Regions from separate parts of the Zea mays genome. Here region 1 is linked to region 2. Evidence: chromatin contacts called from public Hi-C data. All regions are on one chromosome and are shown on one strand. The core of a region is the stretch at or near the end of the contact, and the rest is flanking DNA. Distances in the headings are between cores, read along the strand shown.

Region 1 (4,603 bases), core at 2,087-4,586, 180 kb after region 2:
TATTCACCCCCCTCTAGACGACTTTTAAGATGGCTTCCGAATAAGAAGAAGGTTCAAATGCAACATTAGTTTCTTGAGCAGCAATGAGAGCATAATGAGCTATACTATCAATGTCACGACATCCATGTGGCAAAAACAATATTACTTCTAAGTCTATCTTGAGCAATAGAGTGATTATTGCTTACAGGAGGTACATAAGCTTAATGTGTGTGAAGATGAAAATCTTGTAGTTGTTAAAGTCATTATCTAATATCAAGTTGAAGCATTGTCTTGACTTGGTAGGTGTTCGTGGAGCTTAGCACCCTAGTAGTGTTTGGGGAGGAAACAATTTTATAGATTAAATCAACATTAGTTTCTTGATTAGTGTAAATATGCTTATTATTATCTTTTTCTTATATTTATTTGGACCGACTAAATCTAGAACTGCACTCTTTTGATTTGGGTATTCAAGACAGGCAAAATTAAGCACACAAAGAATATGTTAAGTATAAATAGATGCATGCCCTGCATGTTACAGTCTTATCATCTTCCCGTAGAGATCTACGACGTTGACACGGCGTACGTAGACGACTACGCACGTACCGACCAAGACCATCACACCACCATAATTATTAGCATGCATTGTCAGATCCAATGCAAACAACAGCTACTACTACTTGATTCGACACTGAACTGAACTGAACTGACAAGACTACGCACACGAGAGAGACACGCAATAATAATCCAACAATTAACCAACTAAACGATCAACTAGCAGACGACGATGCCTGCATCTGCATGCTTGAGCTGCCAGCCACTTGCCACCAAACTGTCGTACGTCATCCGAGCTAGCTAATAAGAAGCTAGCAGGGTGTGTACGGTGCATGGTGATTGGCGTTGGGTCACACCGCGGCGGCGGCGGGGACGATCTCGATGACCTCCGGCATGGCGCCGTCCGGGTTTGCGGCGGCCATCCGGCGGGTCTCGGCGGCCACGGCGGCCTCCTTGTGCTGCTGCTCCACCACCTCGATCTTGTGCACGCCCACGATGGGGATGGGGCTCACCGACAGGATGGCCACCGTGTTGGGCGCCAGCTCGATGACCTGCCCCTGCACCTGCACCGCGTTGGCGCCGTCCGTGGTCGTCGGCAGCACGGCGTTGTTCTTGGCCGCCGGGCGGGGCTTGCGGTACCAGAAGTAGAGGCCCATCTGGACGCAGCTGAAGAAGAAGCCGCCGACGTTGGGGTACTGAATAGATATATATAATCGAGAAACATCCCCAGCATTATTCAGTTACCATTTTATATATATATATGGATCAGTTAACCATATATTACATTATTGATCAGTCGTTACCATGACAAAGGGGTCCTTGGTGAAGAGGCCGTAGCAGAACCAGGCGACGGCGCTGAGCGTGAGGCAGAAGGAGAGGCTGATGGGCAGGAACTCGACGCTCTTGGTCTTGACCACCTTGACGATGATGCTGAGCGGCGCGACGAAGACGGCCATGGAGAAGGCGAGGCAGACGCTGCCGAGGAACTTGACGCGGTGGGGCTCGCGGACGGCGAAGAGCGTGACGGCGACGACGAGCGCGAAGGCCGCCACGTCCAGCAGGAAGAAGTAGGCCAGAGTCCGCAGGCGCGCCCGCCGCGGCGCGTACGCCAGGTAGAGGACTATGTAGGCCGCCTCCACGCCGCAGCCGAAGGCGTTGATGGTCAGCAGCGGCCTCGAGTTGGTCTTCACCAGCGCGTAGAAGATCCACAGCACCGAGCTGAAGAGCGCCACCACGTACGGCACCGAGCTGAACCCGCCCGTCGACTTCTTCCGGTACACCTGCAGGAACGTCGCCCTGTTTTTGGTACGGTGCGTACAAGAGGCATGCCATGTCAGTCTTGGATCATCCATCGATTCACGCATGAATCCGAGTCGGTCTGAAATTGAGACAGTAAGGGAACGAAGAAAGGTGGCTATAGCTAGCTACTTACACTGGTGCAAGGAACACCAGGAAGGAGATGATGTTTCCTGCACAATCCAAATCGAAGAAACAAGAGAGAAGAGGGTAACTACGCGTCAGTGTCGTCATTTTCAGTAAAAGTGGTAGGAGTACAATACTATACACATATATATGTACAATGCGTGTGCGTCCACTAACAGAGAGAAGCGTGGTGATTAGGTTAAGGAAACGCTGATATGGCAAAAAGCTAGGTAGCTGCATGCACACGCACACGCCTTCCCTGCTGCATGCCCAACCGATCGATCATAACCATTCCAGCAAAAAATACACGTATATAGAAATGATTCTTAGATAGTGCGTTACGTTGTGAGCAGCTATTTGCAACTGTATTTCGTGATCTAATGCCCAATATGTGGATCTGATCTGCACTGCTTATTACCATTATTCTTGAGTGGAAAAGTTGCTATACCTCGGCGATGCATGCATGTGTGTTCTAGCTAGCAACAAATTAAAGGCCTGTGCCATGATCGCAGCTAACGAATTGGAGAAAGAGTGCATCGTCGTCTCAATGGGCCGCGGGGAGCATCAGAGAAAGTTCAAGAAGATGCAGCTAGCAGTAGTATAGGTGAAGAAAAAAAAATGCTAAAGCTACATACTACGTATTCTGATATGCAAGTATTGTTGATAGATGATGGACAAGACAGTTGGTTGTCCAGTGTGACTAGCTGCTGCATGCATGCCTACTGCCGCGCCTCTCTACAGCTAGAGAGTGCGTGCGTGCTCTACAGTGCAATGGCACAAACGGCAAAAAGGAAGGCTGACGACTGGTGGATGCATGCATGCAAAGGACGGATCGATGATACAAGGATGGACAAGACAGTCGTCATGTCGGAATAAACAAAATCTAGAAGAACGTAGTACGGCAACAGAATGAATGAAAACCACATGAAAAGCATGTCATCAAGGTCCCATAAGATTTTTTTTAAAAAAAAAAAGAAGCACCAGGAAAAGGCCAAACACGCGAAGCATTATGCAAGTCGATCTCCGCCTATCTATCCGGCCGGTCCCGGCCGGCGTCATGCATGGATCGATCTAGCTCGAGACGACGTTGTTGTTTCATTGGCGCGTACGTACCTGCGATGCCGGAGAGGGTGACGGCCGGGTGAGCCATGGAGAAGAAGCCTCCTGCCATTGCTGACGACGACGGCCGGGCGTGGGGCGCGGGGGCAGGAACTGGAGATCGAGAGTTAGCTAGCTAGTCGACGACGCCGGCGACGACGGAGGCCGGCCGGCTAGCTAGAGTTGCTGTTCTCTTCTTCTCCTTTATATATATGACAGCCGGCGGAGAGAAGTTCCACGACGACGGAGAGGAGAGGAGAGGAGCTAAGGCGACGATGCTCGATTAGCTATTGCTGAATGCTGATGTGTTTGTGTGTGGTTTGGACCCGAGCACGGGCATGGATTTATATAGCCGGCCGCGCTGCCCTTTCTGCCGTTCTGGGAGGCCGCGGCCTGTTGATTGCAGTGGTGCTGTCCAGTTCGGCATTGTTGGCGAGAGAAGAGAATAATGCATGGTGTGCAGTGGTACATGCATGCATGCATGCGTGTACCAACCAGCACAGCATGCAGGTCGATCGCACAGTGGCATACAATACAATGGGTGTATCTAATCTGCACTTTCCTTGCAGTAGATTTCGAGGGGAAGTCATTTGTGCATATGCTAATAAAGCTACCTCTTTTATTTCTCTGCCCCTCTCTCCTATATATTTCTCCACTCTCAGAATATATAGATGACTGTATGCCATGGTAATTAAGATTAATAAGAGATGGCACTAGTCCATACATAATATATTTTTTAACGTCTGAAATATGTCAAAAATTAAACAAGTGTACGGTGTATATATGGGTTTTTCACTTGTCTCACAAGTAGCAGAAAGTGTGTTACAGCTATAGTTGTTGTATATATACATGATTGGTTTGCTGAAATATGCATATATATATATATAACCTCCTACAAAGATCTTGGTACGCAACAAATGCGCTGCTAACTAACTACAAGCTCAATAATTTATTTTTCCGAAACAAAAATAATATATGTACACTGCACTCAAAGGACTTTTTTCTGGCATTTGACGCGTGTGAAAAGTGGGCTATATAAAGTGCCGTGTCTTTTTTTCACCTGCCAATCGCAAGTAGACAGGATTACTTCAACTTTGGCTGTGTGTGTGGTTTATTTGTAGAAAGACATAGACCCGTGGAGAAAGATGTAATAATGCATGCTTAATAATGCACCAAACGCCGGAGAGCAGAACTAGCTAGCAATTTAATGAAAACTGTGTGTATTTGATGTTAAACCCTCCCCACAAAAATAAATTTAAAATAAAAGTGAAACCTCACCAAAAAAAATTAAAGGTGGGTATATGGCCCACTTATCAGATATTAAACTGTAGAATTGCACTTTATCTTAGCCAAAAAGATGAGAAACATCTTAGTTGAAAAGAAGATCAGTCCCTTTTTTATAGTCCACTCAGTTGCTCGTTCTCCTTTAGCTAGCGAGGTGATACTATTCCGGAACGTTATGTTGTGTGTGGGCTTCGTGTCGTGTTGGATTTGGGTGTCTCACGTCCTATTTAGCTAGGACATAACAACCTCGTTTTTAGGCAAGACGCGG
Region 2 (4,989 bases), core at 1,024-3,523:
ATACAAATAACAGAGTTCTAAGCCCATCAGAGATCAAGGATTTCTTGGAAGAGGTGGAGTAAGTTGTCTGTTGATGATTTACTGTTTCAAACAAGAATAGCAGCATCACTTATGAGCAGCCAGCCTGAAGCTTGTCTTGGTTTTTTCACTCTGTAAACTGATTTGCTCCAGCGACATGTCTTGGTTTTATCACTCTGTAAACTGATTTGCTCCAACGACATGTGATGTTTACATTTGAAACCCTCCTGAACGCATACTGTAAACAAATGAGATACGTAAGATGGATGTTGTATTTGACAGTCTCTGCAGTTTGTTTATGTGATTCACGTTCTTGTGTGCTGTATCGATACCCAGGTGTTTGTTGTGTTCACATTGCAGATTTGCTGTAGTGCATGGATTTCGTGGCTGTAAGAAATCAAGTTCGCTATCCTACTGATGCGCTTTTGGCGTGTGATAAGTTGTTTCAACCTGATGCGCCTGTGCAAGAGGCCATGAGAAGCGATATGGCTTGGATCAATAGAGCGTGTCCCAAATTCAGTACTTGTGCGAGAACAAGAGATCAATATAATATTGTTGGCAACGTGTTAAGTGCAAATCAAGTTTTCGTGCAAACCAACTAACATAAGTCACAAAAAATTATTAAATTATAACTAACAAAAGTCACAAAAAATATTAAATTATAGATGTACTTTAAAATCAATTTTTCGTGCAAACCAATTAACAAAAGCCACAAAAAAATATTAAATTATAACTAACAAAAGTCCCAAAAAAGCATTAAATTATAGATGTACTTCAAATTCATCATATGATAAGAGATAAAAGAAGAGAAAACTGTAAGAGATAATTTCACTTTTTTATCTCAGAATTTTCTTTTTTATCTTTTAATATATGATGTGTTTGAACTTCAAATTTTACTAGGTAGGTGCCCGTGCGATGCCACGGAATATAAATTGCGAACCTCCAATGGACTTCATTTGTGACAAGTGATGCCCAAGAAAATGGGGGTAAACTGACACAGCTATCACTTGCATTACTTGCCCTATGCGTGGAAGAATCTGACACAGCTATCACCCATGAAGAAATCCGATTAACTTGTGGAAGCGGACTTCATTTGAGACAAGACAACAATACCAGTGTTGAGCTTGCCACTCGGCCATGGCACACACGAGAACACGGGATGCTCAAGTAAGAACTGAACATAATGCACTAATACAAAAAGCTGGCTTGCGTTCGATTCCTTGCTTCACAGGAAGCATATCTGATATACAAATCGAGATTTATGTTCCGTGGCATCGCACGGGCACCTACCTATTATTGATTAGCCTCTAAAGCTTTATGGTTGAGCTTGCAACAGTTCTGATGATTTCTTGATTCATTCGCGTGGAGTGCTTCGTGCTGTCCTCCTTGACTAGGCAACTGGATTTTGTGCCTTTTATCTTCGTATGTATGGGGATCATGGAGCCTAGAAAGAATATGTGCATTGATCTGTAGACGCCTCATGTCAACATTTCAGTCTGTACCATGATGCGAGTTGATCTGTGTCATAATGTTGTCAGATCTATTGTCTATATCTTCGTTTATTGTACATAGCCATTTGTATCGATAGTGCAAAGTGAGGCGAAACATTATGCCATTCGAGGACAACTCCGACTCGGCTTGGCTTCGTCAGGCGAGCTCAGGATGGCTATGGGTACCCGCTACCTTAAATTTGGTGGGTTTTTACTCTATTAGGATATAAGTTTAGTCAATTTCTCTACCCATGAGTTTGTTAATGAGTTAAATAAAAACTCAACGAGTACGTGAGCATGAGTTTATTCTTCCACTACCCATACCCGCAAACCCATGAGTTTTTAAAACCCGCCTTAAAATCAACATTCCTTATAAATATGTCTCATAATATTATTAATTAAATATATTTTAATTGAAATAAACTTCATGTAACAAATCTTAGTCTAAAATTAGTTATCACTTGTTCCTTTTATGCTAGCTTATTAATAAATTGATTGTTATTTACATGATGAATTATTTTTTATGTTGATGTTAGTGGGTATGGGAAACCCGTTGGTTACCTGAAACCCGCATGTGTATGAGTTTGTGTAAAATTTTATACCCGTCATGAGTATGAGTTTTTTAGCGAACATATTTTTTCTTTTGCGGGTATAGATTTGAGCAAGTAATATCCAGCAAATTTTTAACCATTGCCATCTCTACTCAGTCCCAGTTTTATATCCTGTTATAAAAATTTGGGAACTGAAGTACCTGACACAGTGACACTTCTCTTCAACTGAGCGGCGGATTGAACAGGTCTACAGGCGCGCTCCCGCACGCCCCGCGAAGGCTTTTCTCGACAAGCTTCAGCAGCGGCGCAGTCGACCAGCCGACCACCAGGCACCAGCCCACCGCCAAACGTAGGATGGCGGCGGAGACTAAACCGGCTGCGGCCAGCGGGGTTGCCGGCGAGATGGAGGTGGAGGCGTACCGCCGCCTTTTCCCGGTGGCCTTCCTTGAGCGCCACCTCGGCGAGTCCGTCCGCATCGATGCCCGCCGCCTCAGAGAGGCCCGCCCCACCACCGTCGCCCTCGGCGCCGTCTCCTCCGCGCATGGTTCCGCTCTCGCCCGCCTTGGCGACACCGTAATACTACCCCCTTCCTCCCCCCTCTCTCCTATGCTTCCCGTCTTGCTTGTCTCGTGCTCTTCAACTGTTCGACGAATTGTCTCTGCAGGCCATGCTCGCGTCGGTCAAGCTCGAGGTGATGTCGCCCCCGGCGGAGCACCCAGACGAAGGATCCGTCGGTTCGTGTTCCCCCTTTCCCTGCTGCTGCCTGCTTCCTATTGCCTTTGGTTTTTTATTCTTTTGTTGATGGACGTATGTGTGTTTTGCGTAGCTGTTGAGTTCCACATGCCGCCTATCTGCTCCCCGCTGGTTAGGCCAGGCCGACCCACTGACGTTGCACCCGTCATCTCCAAGGCCCTTGAAGACGTTTTGACGAGGTTTTTTGTTTCTCTGTTAACTTCAGCTCTTTAATTGAATGGTGAATAGATAAATGAATGCAGAATCGAATCCTTTCCATAGAAGAGGGCATAGTTCATCAGGATAAAATGTAATTGATCTTTACCAAAAGTCGTGACTGTTCACGAGCACTATGGATTAGATGCTAGTTGTATTTAGTGTGGAGACTGAAGAGCAACGAAACTAATTATGTAGAAGGCACTATGTAGTGATACACAGCGGTACATTATTGCTTTAGATCTATTTTCCAGGATCACAAACAGCGTCTGAATAGCCTTAATTCTCTGATTATTTGATAGCATGGTGGTGTCATTGGTGTTTCTGACAGTTGAGGAGATAGCCATTTGGTGTTCATTCATGGCTCGGGGCTCCAGGACCTTATATAGTTTCAGTTTTTCTGGTTTAGTGGTTGCTTGGTAGTTATTGTTGTGTTATCTGTGGTGTTGTGTGGGTTTTACATATGGTACTTATTCTTCTTAATGAAATGACACAGCTCCCTGCGTCATTTGAGATTTTTTTTTACCATGGACCATTTCCTGTAAATAAAAAATACAGCAGGGTTCCTTGAACTTTCCTTCCGTTTATGCTTAATGTTCTATTTGGATGAGTATGAAGTGACATGCTCCACTTTTAGAACCAGTACACATAAGTACAGCTATAAAAAACTAATAATCAATGTTCAAGTGGAGACTGAAGTTAGAAATGTCCAGGAGAAAAGAATAGAGGGCGTAGAAGGCACCGGTTTGCTTTTTTCAGGCGTGCATGCAAATCCTGTACGTTCTTTTTGTAGGTTTTTGTTTGTTTCATTTGGTATCGTCATTGCATGATTTCGTTACTTTGGCCATTTCTTTTTCTGTATCACCTCCACAACCTAATGAATGGCCCATAGTGACATTGAGGTAATTTTATTATGTTCTTTTATGCAGTTCTGGAATGCTAAATTTGAAGGACCTCTGTTTGATCACTGGGAAGGCTTCTTGGCTAGCGTACCTGGTAATATATCTTGGTTGACTCATTGATAGCTTCAGTTGTGGACAAAACAGTGCCTTTGACAAGGATTCACTGTTAATTACTACAGGGATGTCAAGGAATCCACTTTTTATTCTAATGACAAATACCATAAATTGAATAATATGAGAAAGGGAACAAAGGCTCCAAGCACCCAGGGGTTTTCATTGAGTCAAAACTAGTGCACCTTGAAAGATCAGGTGACTTGGAATAGCATGATTTGTAGTTGATAATAACACCCTTACAATCAGGCTAGAATATCCTTTCCGTATGATTTTTTGTTTTTTACACATCCTGTATCGTCAAGGATTCTAATATGCCTTGTGATGTTTTGAAAATTTACGTAACATGGTTGTTAAGGTGGTAAGGCGACCTACAACGGTCTAGGATCTTTTTACCTTTTAAACACCTAAGGCGCGAGGTGAGGCGAGGCGATTTCATAGACATATAAGTAAAGCGAATAATAACAAAAAATACATAAGTAAATAGATAGATCATTGATATTATAGGACATATAAGTCCTAATACATAGCATAGTTTGCAAAATAACATAGTTGATAGTTCATAAAAATAACAAGTCCACAACACATAGTTCATAACTTCATAAAGTAAACTAACAAGTCCACATTACTTGGCATTTCCTATTGTCTTGCAATATACAGATAGAGAGGAGAGAGAGCTTGAGAGTTGAGACAGAGGAGAGCTTGACTGTTTGAGATAGATGAGAGGAGAGAGAGCTTGAGAGTTGAGACAGAGGAGAGCTTGACTGTTTGAGATAGATGAGAGGAGAGCGAGCTTGAGATTTGATACAGAGGAGATCTTACCTGAGCAGGGGACCGGAGTCGGCAAATCAGAGTGCGCGCGCGGTGGCAGCAGAGGCGGTGGTGCAGCGCACACGGGGACCAGAGGGGCCAGGCCACACGGAGGGAGCAAAGGCGGCGTGCTGGGGGCGAGCGCGCGCAGCAGGCTGC

What was found. A called contact is a pair of places that touch in the nucleus more often than the background predicts.
Region 1: a contact with region 2 is called in a Hi-C map of tassel, with 2.4 times the contacts expected there. The contact joins the promoter of LOC100282584 here to the promoter of LOC100193137 in region 2. A contact is called at or near these places in 2 of 25 Hi-C or Micro-C datasets (ear and tassel).

The regions. Positions count from the first base shown.
Region 1 is chr1:199,275,550-199,280,152 of Zm-B73-REFERENCE-NAM-5.0, forward strand. LOC100282584 reads right to left here and starts at 3,337. Exons shown (of 4, transcript NM_001155492.2): 1 at 3,067-3,337; 2 at 1,964-2,000; 3 at 1,335-1,827; 4 at 462-1,226. The coding sequence starts at 3,124. The coding sequence ends at 882.
Region 2 is chr1:199,097,832-199,102,820 of Zm-B73-REFERENCE-NAM-5.0, forward strand. LOC100193137 (exosome complex exonuclease RRP43) reads left to right here and starts at 2,274. Exons shown (of 7, transcript NM_001138296.1): 1 at 2,274-2,632; 2 at 2,724-2,793; 3 at 2,886-2,991; 4 at 3,937-4,003. The coding sequence starts at 2,414. It overlaps LOC103645177 (proteasome subunit alpha type-2), which reads left to right. Exons shown (of 5, transcript XM_020546638.2): 5 at 14-326. The coding sequence ends at 62.